Linked DNA regions of Mus musculus: all the other regions are linked to region 1. Evidence: chromatin contacts called from public Hi-C data. All regions are on one chromosome and are shown on one strand. Each heading gives the region's core, a stretch centred on a gene start, on an enhancer-like site or on the middle of the called end of the contact. The rest is flanking DNA. Distances are from core to core; before and after follow the strand shown. Region 1 has its middle 3.0 kb from the start of Gm20098. Region 2 has its middle 22 kb from the start of Gm41600. Region 3 has its middle 33 kb from the start of Gm19585.

Region 1 (3,400 bases), core at 542-3,041:
TACTGAAAGGTTCGAAGCTGCCCATTTGGCTTGCCCTGCATTTCTATCGGACAGCTCTTTCCTTTTTTTTTTTTTTTTTTGGACAGGGTTTCTCTGTGCAGTCCTGGCTGTCCTGGAACTCACTCTGTAGACCAGGCTGGCCTCGAACTCAGAAATCCACCTGCCTCTGCCTCCCAAATGCTGGGATTACAGGCACGCACCACCACTGCCCGGTGAACAGCTCTTTCCTACTGTGTCCCCAGCTCCCACTAGTGCTAACAGACTGGGTAATTCAAACTTCAGCACCTTCCTCTCCTAGCTCCTCCTCTCTCCATACTAGCTTCCCCACGGTGATATCTTTCTCAGTCCTGAGTTTTATTGTCTGTATTTTGTTTTGTGTGCTGCAACAAGATCTCCTTGTGTATCCCAGACTGGCCCAGAACTCACTATGTAGCTCAATTTCACCTTGAAATCAAGGTGAAGCTAGAAATATAAACCTCTGCCTCCCAAGTAATAAGATTATAGACAGATGTTTGGCCCTGTAGTTTTTTGTTTTTGTTTTTTTTTTCCTTGACCAACAACACCGAGAACAGGAACAAGTCTGGGTTATACCTATCCTAAGCTCTTAATGTCCTCAAGCAATATCTTTAAAAGTTCAGAATTCAGTTTCGGCCCTCATGTTTGTTTTCGTTGCTTGTCACTTCACAATGCCTTTTAAAGATGTCTTTGAGCCGGGCGTGGTGGCGCACGCCTTTAATCCCAGCACTCGGGAGGCAGAGGCAGGAAGATTTCTGAGTTCAAGGCCAGCCTGGTTTACAAAGTGAGTTCCAGGACAGCCAGAGCTACACAGACAGAGAAACCCTGTCTCGAAAAAAACAACAAAAGAAAGCAAAAAAGATGTCTTTGTCTGCCTTTTAGAGATCCTTGATTTTTGAGAGCTTGGGTACACGAGAACCCTTGCATAGTAGCAGTCCTTAATAAACAAATTTATGTTTCTTCCCTACAGTCCCCTCAGCTCTGCTCGGGTGGTGGCTTTCTTTGCCTTGGTTAAACATTTGGGCAGGTTCATGCATTCTTCCTGTCCTCCCTGCTAGGGAACTGAAAGGTCCCTGGCCATTACAGCCAGGGTCTCCAATCTGGAGGCTATAAAGCCCCATTTAAAGCTCCAAACTCTATATACTTTTCCTTCTTCCCCCATCTTGCCAATGGCTGTTTGTGAGGCCCAGAGGACAGAGGGGAGAGGCAGAGGGACGCAAGAAGCCTGTTAGTCTGGTACTGGATTAAGACGGTGTAGTCCTTGCAAGGGCAGACTGTCAACCTGACACTTTCTCTGCTGACACTGTGGAGGGTTGTTGAAAGTTTCCTCTTCTGGGTCTCTCAAGAGCCTCTTTTGATGTGGTGGCATCTGGCAGAGGTGTAGCTGCCTCCCACCTAGCCTCTCTCTGCCTGGGTCTCTGGTTATCTGGCCTACAGGCTCTCTTGGGAAGAATATTTCCCTACTCCTATCTGACTCCATTCTTCCTTCCTGTAACAACACCCCCTGCCTTCCTGCCCCCCAAACTCCCTCTGTTAAAGAAATTTGCAGTCATTATCTAGGCTCTCAATGGCCCTCTCATCACACAGCCTGAGGTTCGGCAGTCCAGCTACCAGCCACATGTGTGCCCAGCTCCTTGGTCAGAGGCTCAACAGTAGCCACTGGCTCCTCCTTAGATCCTTGCAGCAGGTTTGGAGAAGGTGGTAGAGTTTTCTGCACAGCCTTGGGTGGATTCAAGGGTAGTTCCATTTCAATTCGTTCTCCCCACACAGCTAGCTGTCTTTGAACTTCAAATCTGACACACCTATATACCCCAGATGGGCTAGGGTTTCCAGTAAATATATCATCAACCTCACCGTGGACTTTTGTAAATTTCCATATGCCTCTTTTGTCCCGAAAAAGACTCTAATGTGGTAAGCCACCTGAAACTACCGATTTAGTATTTTGATAGACCTGATTATATCAGGCTAAGTTGTGCTGGGTGTGAACTGAATAGACATGGTTAATGTGGGACTTTTTATAATTGAGTTTGGGAATGTAAAAAAAAAAAAAAAAAAAAGGTGACGGCTAGGTAAGGTCCCAGAAATGAAGTTTTTAGTTTAAGAGTTCTGTGATTTTTTTTTTTTTTTCCGCTCAGCAAAATAAGCAGGTCATTACATGTTTGAAAAGATGCTGGGTTAAATATGAGGAGAAACTAATGTTTTGTTGTCCTATGTCTCTGTGTGTCTCTCTGTTCCTCCCCCCCACACACACTGTCTGTTGTGCGTTTCTAATGAAGTAGTAGCATTGTCTGCTCCAAGAGCTGTGTGATTTCCTTTGATAACTGTTAAGACGCCAGAGGTTCTCATTGTTTGATCGTCTTTGATCTCCACAGCTATACTCTTTCTTTTTTTTCCTTTAGCATTGTAGCAGCCTTAAACTTTTTTACATGCCTGTGAACACCAATAGTTAGTACTGCCTTCACGGAGGTACGTCGTGTGGCAATGTTTACACAAGAAAACCATTCGTAAATCCCCATTCTTGCCCTTTTTCTCGGGGGATCACTTTCTTCGAAGGGAATGGATCATCCCCAGTTGCTGCAGCCCACATGCTTCTTAAAAAAGGAACAGGGGTTTTAAGCGTTTGGATCACTTCGTGGTCTTAAAAGTTGTGGCAGAAAGAGCAGCAGTGTTAGAAAAGGTGCAGGGTGATTTTTACAGGGGTAGGGAGGTGTCTAGTACATACAGCACTATGGAAGTGTAAGCCGAATAAACCCTTTCCTCCCCAACTTGCTTCTTGGTCATGATGTTGCACAGGAATAGAAACCCTGACTAAGACCTCCTTCCATAGGTGAGCTCAAAGTCAAAAACTAAAAAAAATCTAATATTTTATAGGTTCTTTCCAGTATTGTTCTGAAAACAAAACAGTTGATGGTTCTTTAGATGGATCAAGGATTCCCAATGAGGGGTACGCAAATTCCACACTCAGGGGTGCACTATCCACTGTGAGGCTGGACGGCCGCAGTGTGTGTGCTGTGGCTCCTTCCTGCCTTCGGTCACAGCGCACTGCTTTAGAATGAACAAAGAGGGAAGGAAACGCAGGCTGTAATGGTAATGGGCTCCCTTTGTCTCCAAGAGAGGCTGAACTTGACCTTCGAAGGCACAGAGGTCCAACGCACACTTTTAAAAGTAATATTTAAATTTTAATAGAGACAGTGATAACCAGACTCTCAAAACCAAAAGACTGGTCTTTTAAAGTAACTGATTAGCAAAGAACAAAAACTTTAAGAAGAAAGTCTACAACTAGAAATGAAAGTCTTGTCCTCATCCCTCCATCCCAAGGAGGCCAGCTGCCTGCTTTTACATATCCCCACAGAGTTTACACTCATGATCTGCTTACAAGTTCATG
Region 2 (3,400 bases), core at 446-2,945, 400 kb after region 1:
AACTCATTTTTAGAATGATGTTGACACTATTCTATCTTTCCCAGAAAATTAAGGTTTTTTAATCTGATACACTTGGCAGCATGGTGAACTCTGCTTGCCAATAGTAACATCGAGGTATTCAAGGTCTTATAGCTAGTGAGTGCAAAGCCAAAAACTCTAAAAGAAGTCCGTCTTTCTTGAAAGATACCCTCATAATAACCACACTCTGCATACCCTAAGTTGGTCAGCAACCCCTTGTAACATAGCAAGTACACGCACACATGTGAGCAATATACTTTTCCCTCTGAAAAATATCAAAGAGTAATTTCTGGGGATATCTCCAAACCTATGCTGTCTTATAAGCAACTAAGTCCCATGCAACTATGTAAACTAATTTATCAAAACTAAGTAGCATTGAAAGTCACATGTCCAGTGGCTGAACTGATGAGTGGCTATGCATATTAAACAACTCAGATAGAGAACATTTCTGCTATTGCAGAATGTTCTGTGGGGATGTGCAATGCTTCAGCTTCCAGCCGATATTCTACACAAGGCTGGTGAGATCTCAAGCAGTATGCTCACTCAGTTCAGATTCCACTATTTAAATATAACACCTTCTTCCTTAAGCCATATCTGCTTTAGCTCAGATACAGTAGGGACTAACCCCACATACTTTCATTGACTTAGCATTTTTCTGGAGTATCTATTATTTGATTGGCATTCTGCAGAAGGATCAGGATAATAAATTCAGAGCTTTCCATATGAGTAGATCATAGACAAATGCTAGAGATACAGAAAGTGATAATATCTTTAGCATGCAGAAAGGGTAGCAACACAAGCCATTGCTGTGGGAGTAGGAGTGTCAAGAAATAGTGGCCAGTGCTACCATGCTGTTTCACCTGGTTAGTACTCTATTCTGAATAGTCCAACTGAACCAATCTGTAAGAAATTACCCCATGGGAGTTCCCCTGACAGTTGGCAATTTAGTTGCTGTCCTTGGACTTAACTCTTCTCTTTTACCCCTCCCCACTTTACAGTGTAAGATACCTTCTTGTAATCTGCCCCAGAGACGTGGAAAGTCAAATACAGACTTAGATTGGACTAGCCTCCCACTTGTCCCCAATAAATCATTTGAAATTAAGAGCACTTCCATTTGGAGTGGAGTAACGTGGGAATGCTGGAGGGCAAATGCCAGGCTGCATGGGGAAATGGAAGCCCTGGCCTACAGGCAAGGATGGAGTGTCACACTGTTCTGCATTAAGATGCCACTTTTGTTAGGAGGAGATTAAGCAATCTTTAGCCAGAGTCTACGTGTGTTGGCTTGTGGCTTTAAATAAATAATTTCTAGCTCAACATTTTCAGTCTCTCTTGTCTAGTTAGAGTTGCAAAGGGGAAAATCAAATGGCAGTGTTGTACCATCGAATTACCCCAAGGAATGATCTTAATATTTGACTTGCAAACTCTGATTAATACTGCATAGGTAATGCTTTTTATAGAAGGCACGGGTAGTGATCCACATGTTGTTTGGGGAAAGTGGAAGACAATTACACAGACAAGGAATCTGGAGTTCATCCTAGGGAATCGAAGAGCTGCACAGTGGATACCTGAGCATTCTCAAAGCCTTCTCTTGGGAGGAGGGAGCCACCAGCAGCATGGAGAAGAAGAATGATACCATTGTTTGGGGAAGGCTGTCAGGTGGGAGTATTTCCTCCATCACATCATGGTGTCTGCTTAGACTCAGGCACCAACTCTGAGGCTCATTTGCATATAAAGCATCTGGAATAAGCAAAACTAATTTGAATCTTCTTTTATAAAATGTTAGCTGGATTAAAGGATCAGGTAGCTGGTTCCTTTACAAGATTCACTGGAGGGAAGTCAGATAGAGAATGAGATAAAATCATTAGGCTGGTCCCACACTGGAAACAGTTCCCATGTAAATCCCGTCTCTAAAAAGTGTATGGGTGGGGGAGTTGCAGCTCTGTTTCATTCCCTCTAAACTCGGTGAGTTTCACAGCCCTGCACCCTTTAACTGCAGGCACACCTGCAACACTCTTATCTTACCCAAATTTCTTTGTTCTTCTGTTCTTCAGCATTACCACAAGATGTGGGAAGCCCTATAAGATGCCCTACTTTAAACACCTGTCTCTGTCACTGCCACAGTTTCTACTGGAGACCCAGAGGTAGCTTCTTGTACATCCGTATCATGATGTTGAAAAGAACTTCAGGCTGTGATAGCCATGGCATTGTTCATGTATGCAAGAGACAAGTCACTTCCAAGTTAGTCTTCAAAAATTCATAACGAGCTACAAATGCACAGCTGGGAGAAATCACAAGACTCTGTAATGAATTCCAATTCCTTCATTTAAGAGGAAAGGACACTAAAAGCGAAGGAGGTGGAGACTTCTGCAGGCATGAAATTAAAGACTGAGCCCGGCCAAGAATACAAACCTTCTTTTGTCTGGCTCATACTCTGCACTTTAGAATGGCATCTCAGTCCATTTATTTAACTTATTGACTTATTCAACAAGTCAATGCTGAGAAGCCACGAGAATCTCTGCATTCAAGCTCCAAGGGAAGACAAAGATGATGAGTTCACAGTTATTTTTTCCAAAGAGTTTATAACCAAATAAAAGAAATCACAATATGAATAGAAAAACAAGAGAAATAAAAATATGATGGGTGAGTCTGCAGTGATGGCCCAGAAGTGCCCAAGACTCAATGCTGGACTGTCTATAAGCCCAACTCCAAGGGATGCGACACTTCCTTCTAGCCTCTTGGTACCTGTATGCACATGTGCACACTCTGACATAAAACACGACTCATAATGGAAAATAAATCTTTAAAATAATGTTAGTAGCCAGAAGTAGAAGATGGACAGAGCTCTGGGGCTTATAGGACATTTTATAAAAATGAAGTAGGCTCTTAATTAGGATGCTCAGTGATTTTTAAGTACTGTTTGTGCTCATCAGACCATGCCTTTCAGAACTAAATGAATCCACTGGCCTTCCGTGGTAGGTGGTGATGTGTTTTCACCCAAGGCCTTGCTCCAACTGTCTGTACCACTGAAGGATAGTGCATAGAGATTTGGTGATTTTTTCTATTTCTTTCCACCCCTGTCACTGGTTAAATTTCCAAGATCTTCATGACCATTTTGCTAATACCACCCAAGAAGCTGAGTGTCTGAATAAGATTTATTTAATGTTTTTTTTCTGAGAATTTTTATCCTGAGTGGGTATTGGAGTTGGTTAAGTGGTTTTCCTGCTTCTGTTGAGATGATCTGATCAAATGGTTTCATTTTTTATTTTGTTAATATGACGAATTGGTGTTGACTGGTTTTTTTAATGTAAACCCCATAGAAAAGAGTAAGCTTTCCACAGCATTTTTGTTCATCATTTTCTTTTTCTCATGTCTCTTTCTTCCT
Region 3 (3,400 bases), core at 604-3,103, 300 kb after region 1:
AGTCACAACTTGTAATTGCCTGTACAAGATCTATGTAAGATCAATCCTGTCAACCTCCAGTATAGTCTATCCATAACTGAAGAGCTATGAACAGTTGATTGTGTCTTGGGAAGAGAAATTCAGTTTTCATTAAGGATGATAGTCCCTAGCAGGTCAACCATGCTCCAGTGAATGACCCCACAACTAGGAATATATGAGGGATACAAATTGGACTTGAAGGGCTATTTAAGCAAACACACACACACACACACACACACACACACACACACACACACACTCACACGCACACGCACATGCACACACAGTTGGAGGTGAGATAGTGAGGTGGGTCAATTTGGAATGAGTTGGTGGAAGAGTAGGTCATGGATATGATCAAAATATATTGTATGGAATTCTCAAAGACTTACTGAAATGTTTGTAACATTAAATAAAATCATTACTCAAGGAAATCAAATGAGGAAAGGAAACCAGGGATTTGTTTGGAGTTATTTTGCCTTTGTAGCTATGTGAAAGTCTCAGAGATTGCTTGTCAAGAAAGTCTTTTGGAGGGCTTTCCATGGTGCAATATTTAATATTTAGAATTAAAGCCTGGGGAAGGAAATATTATTGTTGAGTAGGAAAAATAAATTTAAAGTTGAAATTGTCCTTAAATGCACCATTTACTTTTTGAGAATCCATGCCACCTAGTACTTCACAGCTCAACCTCTTCTGTGAGTATGTTGGAGGTAACCTTCCTGAAGGAAGAGGCCATATGTTATGCCCATTGTGATGTTTAGGGTTTAGATTTGTTCCCATGGTCCTTCAGTTTTCTTTAGGATGCATCTCTCAGCAGGTGTGCCCACTGAGGAGTCTGAAAAACGATCTGACTTTGAACAGCTGCTTGCTTGACTAGAGCCAAGTTTTCTTGATTTATTCTGAGTCTGCTCCATTCTTGGGCTGCTAGTCTCTACTATGCCCAATCCACACACCCCTTGCCTCTCTCATATGTGATTCCTTTTTGAAATTCAAATGTAGGAGACTCACTCAGTTATATTGTTCTCATGATCTGTTTTACAATCTTGTCTCTCAGTCTTTTTGGTTAGTCCTTAAAGCCACACTTGGGCATTATCCCTCTCTACAAGCCTACTTCAGACAAAGTTAATTATTCCTCCATCTGAGGGACATTATCACCTCATTCATATTTGTTGTGCTTTTTGGAGGAGACTGCCTCATTGTTAAATATCCATTTGCCAACATACAAGATATCATGATATTCCATTGTTTCTATTACTTAGTTGAGGAGCTGCCATGGGGTAGAGATCTTGGGCAAGTGCAAAATTGAATGGCTGAGTAAACGAAAGCAAAGTTATCTGGTTCTTGAGGGATTGAACACAAAGCTTAGATCCTCTGGTTACCTTATTACCATAGACATTTAAAATATTCAATACACTTTGCTTCCAGGCCTATAAAAATTTCTGTTTGTCATCTCCCACAGAGTTGACTCTTGGGCTATGACTAATTACATGTGAATATTAGTAGATAGAAAAAAATCAAATTTTTAATTGGATGGATTCCAATCATAGCCACAAATATTTTACAACCATAGACTAAGTGTATTTATGTGAATGTGATACGTAAATTTGTATGAACCTATATATGCTATAATTTAGTATAAGTAAACCATCAAATACACTCAAGTTCTTCCTTCGAAGGAGTCACTTGAATGCAAACTCAACTCTAACCAGGAAACCAAAAGCATTTAGAGGGCAGTGCTTAGTCAGCCTGGACCAACTTGTTCTACCTGTTAGGGACAGAGTCCTGATGAAGTCCCCATGTTCAGGGAGTTGTTTCTGGAGTAGCAAGAAGCATTCTGTGTCTCCCCCTGCTGGTTGATGGAATGACTAAAGGGAGCAACCCCTTAGGACTCCTCACGGTCATGACCTTACAGCCTGTGCCATCTGGTCATTGGCTTCTGTGAACTTTTAATGAGGAAAGTTGATGTCGAGTTCACATCAGGTTATTTCCTCTCATCCCCAGCTTGCAAACTCTGCTTAATTAGCATTCTGCATTTCTTAACAATTCTAACTTCACATCCCACTGAAATAAAGCATTAGGAAACCCTCTCCTTGCATATTTTAATTCCAGGCTATCACTACATTTTGATTAGATTAAAATTGTTTTTAAAAGCCTGTGTTTGAAAATAATCTGCAGGGTTACCGCAAAGGATATTGCTTCCTCTAGTCAACCAGCCACCAAGAGACACGAAGAAAGAAAAGTATAACGCCAAGTAAGGTGATTCCACAAGATATTTGGAAGAGGAAAGAATTATCTACAATTTGTTTGTATTATCTCATTAACTGTACTTGGTAATTATATATCAAAAGAATTTGAAAAAGGTTTTTGTTGTGAGTATTTTAGTTTACAAAGAAGGCATTGCATAATAAATGGCTTACAAAGCAGAAAAGGTTCTCACCAAATGGTGACAGTTAAAATTAGAAACCAAAGTGGTACCATTATCAGCTATGAAGTGAAGACATCAGAGCAGAGAGTAGAAAGACAGAGAGACAGAGAGAGAGAGAGAGAGAGAGAGAGAGGGAGGGAGAGGGAGAGGGAGAAAGAGAGACAGAGACAGAGACAGAGACAGAGAGAGGCTGAAAGACAGGAAATGAGACAGAGATAGAGGAGGATCTCCATAAGCTAAATGTGCTCAGTCCTAAGTAATAAATGCTTCCATCAGAGGCTTTAGAGAAGAAGGTGGACAGTTTAGACTCATTCTGTGCCATTCTAATTGCTGAACTGGGAAGATAGCACATGAGACAAACACAGAGATGTAGGTGAGTTGGGAGATGACCAAGGTGAGAGAAAACTGGACTGGATTAGTAACAGTAAAAGCACTAAGATGTGATTGTAGATATTTGAAAACATGGTGTACATTTGCTTGTTGATTACATGCATGGTAGAAAGAAGGAGAAAAACCAAGTCCATGTACAGGATGTGGCACCTTAGCAAACACTTGGGTAGAGAGAGCTGGGAGGGGCAGAATTAATTTTAAATTTAAATATAGTATTTTGATTAATTCTTTCAAAGATTTATGCATGCACATAATATATTTTAATCAGCCCTACCCCTGACCACTCTCCTCCCCCTAACTTCATTCTTCTGTTTTTTGCTGTTATTATTTGTCATAAGCCTCAGAATACAGTTCATGCTGCCTGTATTTGCACAGATATGGGACCACCCACTGGAATGTGGTATTGACTGACCAGCATCTATAGCCTAGAAGAAAATTGACTCTTGACTCCTAGCAACTATCACCTGTTAATATCTCCACAGCAGAGGCTGGGGACTCATATCCTCTGACCTACCCCTATCTTGGGATGCTGCCTAGCTTGATCTTGTGCAGATCTTGCTGAGGTGACCA

The links. A called contact is a pair of places that touch in the nucleus more often than the background predicts.
Region 2: a contact with region 1 is called in a Hi-C map of double positive thymocytes, with 4 times the contacts expected there. The contact joins two enhancer-like sites. A contact is called at or near these places in 2 of 484 Hi-C or Micro-C datasets (both in double positive thymocytes) and 2 of 115 datasets of contacts at active chromatin or transcription factors (double positive thymocytes and thymocytes).
Region 3: a contact with region 1 is called in a Hi-C map of double positive thymocytes, with 8 times the contacts expected there. The contact joins two enhancer-like sites. A contact is called at or near these places in 1 of 15 datasets of contacts at CTCF or cohesin (large pre-B cells), 8 of 484 Hi-C or Micro-C datasets (CD4 T cells, CD8 T cells, double positive thymocytes and 2 more) and 1 of 115 datasets of contacts at active chromatin or transcription factors (Th2 cells).

What each region holds. Positions count from the first base shown.
Region 1 is chr17:51,878,055-51,881,454 of GRCm38.p6, forward strand. No RefSeq gene overlaps it. Among named protein-coding and RNA genes, the nearest start is that of Gm20098, 3.0 kb to the right of the region's middle. Within about 2 kb of position 1,792, at least 35 of the 459 cell types and tissues checked have an H3K27ac peak or open chromatin away from gene starts, as enhancers often do. A contact at or near this core is called in CD8 T cells, Th2 cells, double positive thymocytes and 1 more, where this site is marked.
Region 2 is chr17:52,280,421-52,283,820 of GRCm38.p6, forward strand. No RefSeq gene overlaps it. Among named protein-coding and RNA genes, the nearest start is that of Gm41600, 22 kb to the right of the region's middle. Within about 2 kb of position 1,696, at least 9 of the 459 cell types and tissues checked have an H3K27ac peak or open chromatin away from gene starts, as enhancers often do. A contact at or near this core is called in double positive thymocytes, where this site is marked.
Region 3 is chr17:52,181,073-52,184,472 of GRCm38.p6, forward strand. No RefSeq gene overlaps it. Among named protein-coding and RNA genes, the nearest start is that of Gm19585, 33 kb to the left of the region's middle. Within about 2 kb of position 1,854, at least 20 of the 459 cell types and tissues checked have an H3K27ac peak or open chromatin away from gene starts, as enhancers often do. A contact at or near this core is called in CD8 T cells, Th2 cells, double positive thymocytes and 1 more, where this site is marked.